Regions from separate parts of the Ovis aries genome. Here region 2 is linked to region 1. Evidence: chromatin contacts called from public Hi-C data. All regions are on one chromosome and are shown on one strand. The core of a region is the stretch at or near the end of the contact, and the rest is flanking DNA. Distances in the headings are between cores, read along the strand shown.

Evidence for each region. A called contact is a pair of places that touch in the nucleus more often than the background predicts.
Region 2: a contact with region 1 is called in a Hi-C map of liver, with 3 times the contacts expected there. The contact joins the promoter of EPHA1 here to the promoter of GSTK1 in region 1. A contact is called at or near these places in 13 of 16 Hi-C or Micro-C datasets (blood, hypothalamus, liver and 7 more).

The regions. Positions count from the first base shown.
Region 1 is chr4:107,870,913-107,873,718 of ARS-UI_Ramb_v3.0, forward strand. It overlaps GSTK1 (glutathione S-transferase kappa 1), which reads left to right and starts at 1,364. Exons shown (of 8, transcript XM_012177297.4): 1 at 1,364-1,472; 2 at 1,970-2,051; 3 at 2,252-2,380; 4 at 2,702-2,802. The coding sequence starts at 1,401.
Region 2 is chr4:108,023,074-108,025,879 of ARS-UI_Ramb_v3.0, forward strand. EPHA1 (EPH receptor A1) reads right to left here and starts at 1,447. Exons shown (of 18, transcript XM_042248960.2): 1 at 1,303-1,447; 2 at 226-293. The coding sequence starts at 1,393. LOC121819463 (a long non-coding RNA gene) reads left to right here and starts at 142. Exons shown (of 3, transcript XR_006059724.1): 1 at 142-602; 2 at 1,089-1,117.

The DNA of each region.
Region 1 (2,806 bases), core at 114-2,613:
CTTTTACTTTTTTACAACTCTTTCTACACGAGGATAACTAGCTTTTTGACTGTGAAAACGAACCCAAATATTTTTCCCAGTCATTTTTTCGACTGGCTGGATTTTGCCAGATTTTTTTAATTTTCTGTAATTGTATTAAGTGTTCTCTTTTTACCAGAGACGAGGATGAGACAGGCTGGGACCTGGAATGCTGCACTGCTTGCACTTAGACACACCTCTCCTGGAGCAACAAAATACAAGGAACCAGGCTCCTCTGTCCACAGGATTCTCTAGGCAAGAGTACCGGAGTGGGTTGCCATTTCCTTCTCCAAACAAAGAAACTATCTGGGACTAAACATAACTGCATGTATGCACAGGGCAAATTCTGGACAAAAGATACAAAGAGACCAAAAAAACCCAACCGCCACTTCTAAAGGGCCTGGAGCAAAAGCTGGGGTTTGGAACCAAGAGCTGGGTACTAAGCATGCCTCCTGTACACACCACCACCTGAAGGGTGGACAAATCACCTAAGCTACACCCCCCCCCCGCCCCCCGCCCTGATCCCTGGATACATCCCTACTTCACCCCACATTAGGAGCCAGCTTGGTGTGGCGGGGGGCGGGGGGGGGGGGCCGGGGCACACTTGGGGAGTGAGCAAGGGAATCTGTGGTTTGTTCAGGAACACCCCCTCCCCCTACCCCGCCAGCAGGAGACCCAATCACGCCTTCCCTGAATTTTCTATCAGGCCTCTGATCCATTTCTATTGCATAAAAAGCACCAGTGGTCACGAACCCGCCTGCCACTGCAGGAGACCAAAGAGGCGGCTCCATCCCTGGGCGGGGAAGATCCCCTGGAGTAGGAAATGGCAACCCACTCCAGTATTCGTGCCTGCGAAATCCCACGGACATGCAGGCCTGATAGGCTACAGTCCATGGAGTTACAAAGAATCGGACACGACCGAGCACGCTCCCACGCAGAAGTTCGAAGGAGGCCAAGAACTCCGGTCAGCAACAAGCCTTCTCTGGTTCAGAGAGGTCAACAGGCTTGCCAGAGGTGCACAGCTAAGTGTAGAGGCGAGCATTTCAAACCTCGCCCCTTTACCCCACACTCCTCCCCAGGGCAGGGTAGTCACACCCCCCATCCCCCCGAACAGAGCGGGTGAGCAAACCTGAGAGCTCCCCAGGGGACCCCCTCACCCTCGCCCCCCGCGGGTGCCCTCAGGGAACCCCGGCACACACCAACCGCCCACCGGACCCTGTCCCGGGGGCGGATTCCCCCGGGAGGAGGCGCGGCCCGGGCGGGTCGGGGGCGGTCCTCGGGGGAGGTGGGGAGCGGGGGCGGGCCGCCGCGCTCTGCAGGAAGGACGCAAGCGCCGCGGGTTTCCGGGGGCCAAGTTCGCTTCGCGATCACGAGTCTGCAGCATGGGGTCCGTGCCCCGAACACTCGAGCTGTTCTACGATGTCCTGTCCCCCTACTCCTGGCTGGCCTTCGAGGTGACACCGGGGAGCAGCTTCGCCCGGGGCTTGGGGAGACAGAGGCAGAGGGAGGGGTCAGCAAATAGCGCAGGGACCTCGGTCTCGTGAATTTCCTGGCAGTGCCCTACGCGGTTTAGGGCAAGCAGGTAGAGAGCCAGGACTGAAGGTCACTTTGTTGATAAACGGGATATGGTCGCTGGCTCCAGGTGGAAGAAACCTTTATGTCTTAAGGCTGGGGTTTCCCATACTGGCTTGGAAGATGAGCAACTCCAGGAATCCAGAATATAAGCCCTCCGATGTCAGTTTTGGGGGGTGGGGTGCAGAACAAATAAAAACTGTCCACAGGAGCAGAGATCCTGGAATTGATAACTAGGAACTGAGAGAGTTTTGCCCTTTCAAACCAAATTTAGGGTGTCCTCCTAACCCTTTCTCCGCGCCTATAGACTGGCTGATCAGTGCCATCAAACACCCTTCTCTCAGCCCTTTTCACTCTCCGTCTCCGCCCCTCCCTGCAGGTCCTGTGCCGATATAAGAATATCTGGAACGTCAGCCTGCAGCTGCAGCCCACGTTAATTGGAGGGATCATGAGAGACAGCGGTACAAAGGCAGCGGTGTTTTTGGCGGGGATTTGAGGGAAGACATTTCAAACGTCCAGGGGAGCGGCCCTTCCACTGGGTCTCCTTATTGGCGGCAGCAGCTAGTGTAATATGTCTGCTGCCTGAAACCCAGGTAGGTGCATCCCCCGTCTGGGACCCTCAGGTGATCTCTCATCAGTAAGCCCAACTTTCCCCTTGCAGGAAACCAGCCGCCAGCTATGCTTCCCCGCAAAGCCGTATACATGAGAAGTGACGTTAGGCTCCTGAGCCAGCATCTCCAGGTTCCCATCCACTTCCCCAAGGATTTCTTCTCTGTGATCCTTAAGAAAGGTGAAGAGAGTGGGATATGGATGGAGCATAAGGTTTCAGCAGTGGATTTGGCGATTTCAGGGCCAGAAAGGAGGGGTTTCGTTGATTCCATTAAGTGAAGGAAACTTTGGGAAAGCTCAGCATCAGAGCTGATCATGCAGAAGGTTGTGGAGACAGAAGGGGAGGGAGAGCAGGATGGATCAGTGATCAGAAATGCAAATGGGAGGCTGAGGGTGATGGAGCACTGGCGGGGGTGGGGGGGGGGATGAGAAGGAGGGAAAACCTGGTCTTCATGGGAAACAAGCTAGAGAAGGCCCCTCTCCAAGTGCCTCTGCCCCACAGGAAGTTTAACAGCCATGCGCTTCCTCACTGCGGTGAAGATGGAGCACCCGGAGATGCTAGAGAAAGTGTCCAGAGAACTGTGGATGCGCGTCTGGTCACGGGTGA
Region 2 (2,806 bases), core at 197-2,696, 150 kb after region 1:
AGGAGGAGCCAGGCAATGAAGCTTTCCCCATGGGGTGAAGCCTGACTCCCCCCCCCACCACCAGTCCCATTCAGGAGGCTCTGACTCACCTCCCCTCCCCTCCCCCTCCCAGAGGAGACACTTCCAGTTTTTCCAGCTCTTTTCTCCGCTCCTCCACCCACCTCACCATCCCATTTCCCAGTGGCCGTCAGCCTTTAGCCACCCCAGATGCCCCCTGACACTCACCCCATCCTCTGGGGGATCCAGGAGCCAGCCCAGCTCTTCCTGTGCCTTGCTAGTATCCATTAGAGTGACTGAAGGTGGAGAGAAAGGGGGCTGTCATCTCTGGGGGGGCCCCACATGTGCAACTCACATTCCTTCTCCTGGGCCCACAGCCCTGAAGCTTCAGCATCCTGTACCCTCACAGCTGTAAGCTCCTGAGGTTTAGGGGAGGAGAACCTCCCCGGAAGGAGGACTGAAGAAGAGCTCCGGCGCTTAGTCTGTCTTCCTCCCAAGTGTGAAGGGAGAAAGGCAGAGTGGGGCAAGGGTTGGAGGGCTGAACCTTTGGCCAAAGTCAACGGCAGGAAGAGCAGTCCCAGCGAGGCTGGACAGCCTCTCACTCGGTAGGGACTGTCAGGTGTAGAAATGGAGGGGCGGATGGACAAGAGAGGAGCTTGGCTGCTGGGGATTGTTGAGTGGGTGGGTAGAATGTGGACAGGGGACTCTGGAGCAGCATCCTGGGTGGGGGAGCTGCCTCCCCTTGGCAAAGGGCCTGGCCTGCCTGTAATTGAGGTGGTGGAGTGGGGTACAGGCACAGCCAAGAGTCCGGGAAGCGGGGATAGCAGGATCACAGAGCATGCAAGTGTCCACAGGACAGGCTTGACCTCTGCAGCCGGGAGCCCCTGCACCTCACCCACCCCCAACTGCAGGTCCCTCTGTCCCCGGGCTTAAGATGGCATAAGGGGACTTCCACCTCCGACTTCCGAAGGTTCAGATCTCTGGGTTGGGAGCCTGAGGCTGGGAGTGCTTGGGAATGGAGAGTCCCCAAGATTGCTGGGGTGGGAGGTTGCTTTCAGCAGAAACTCACTCTCCACCCCCACCCCAACCAGGAGCAAACTGCTGGCCAGAACGGAATGGGGTGAGTGACCCGGGAAAGCAGCTGTTTGGGGTTAAAGGCCAAAGACTGGCCTGGCCAGTCGATCGCCTGGCAGCCGGGCAAAACAAGAGCACTGGAGAGGGGCCTCGAGGAGAGGGCCTCTCTGGAATGCCGGCTCCCGGAGGAGGAGGGGGCGGGGGGGGGGGGGGGGGGGCGGGGGTCTGTACCTTCCACGGCGCGCGCCCCCGGGGGCAGCGGGGCGCAGAGCAGCAGCAGCAGCAGCAGCAGCCCGAGCCCCAGGGGCCAGCGCCGCTCCATGGCGCTGGGCCGGGACCTGGGACCGCGGCCCGGACGGCGGGGCCAGGTTGCGAGAACTAGGCTAGCCCGGCCGGCCGGGCGGGGGCGGGGAGGGGGCGGGGCCAAAGCCCGGGGCGGAGTCCCGGCCTCACCTGGATCACCTTCTTAAAGGGACAGGAGGGCAGGAAGGAAACTTGTAAAACAGGCTATAAACTTCAAAAAAACCGGAGGCGCCTTGACCGGAACGAGACAGCGGGCGCCGCCTAGTGGGTGGGATTGGGAATCGACTTGGCTTCGTGCTCCTTTGGACCCTAAACCCATCCCTGTCTCCAACCGGCCTTTGGCCTATCTACACCCTGGTGTCCCCTCCCTTCTCCCTTTCTTCAGGGCCCAGCGCTGTAATAGACACCGGGAGGGGGAAAGCAGGGTAAAGAGACACGTCTTGATGTTCCCATCGGGGAGGCTTAGGTGACCATCATGTAAGGCGAGGTCGGTTGGAAGCAAGTCCGGGCGGGGGCTTGGTAGGTGAGTCTTGAGGGAGGAGACTTGGGTGAGCTGGGTTTTCTGGGTGGCAGAGATTGGGCAAGGCGTGAGCGAAGGCCCGAGGGCAGGGAGCCTCAAGGTGCCTCTGGGAGTGGTAAGGGACCAGTCTGACTGCTGGGCTCAGGACTATCGTCCTGGGAACCAGGCGGGAAAGGCAGGTGTGGGCCCAGGCAGGGAAGATCTTGGTAAACGCGTGAAGGAGTTTGCACATTAGTGCGCACTTTACAGAGCGATGGGAGAAACTGGTGAGGGCTTCTGAACGCAAGTGGTAACAGGAGCTACTGGTGTAGACAAACGGCCCTCGCCCCTGTTGGAGACTTTGTTGTTTTAGTTGCTCAATCGTGTCCCACTCTTTGCGACCCCTCGGACTGTAGTTTGCCAGGCTCCTCTGTCCATGGGGTTTCCCAGGCAAGAATACTGGAGCGGGTTGTCATTTCCTTCTCCAAGGGATCTTCCCGACCCAGGGATCAAACCCTCATCTCCTCCACTGGCAGGCGATTTCTTTACCACTGAGCCACCTGGGAAGCCCCTGTTGGAGAGTGCCTCCCAGTATATTCAATACATGTTTCTTCAGTTTCCACTCTGCTTGCGAACAAGCTCTGAAAGCTTCAAAGAAGAATCCTTGCTCTAAACAAACTATTGTCTGAGGAGTGTTTGCAGGGGCTGGGGCATAAAGCAAGAGCAGAGATGGCTAAAGTGACAGATGGGAGGCACACATTAGGGGTGACAGTAGCTCCAAAGGGAGTGATTGCCCACTGAGGACCGGTGGTCAGTCCATGACTGGGGCCTCCCCTTCCTGCAGCCTTCTTTGGCTCCATCTCATCTGGCTGACTCATTCATGGTTTTTCTATCATTTGAATTGTTGCATGTTTTGGTCATCGTGGGGGAAGG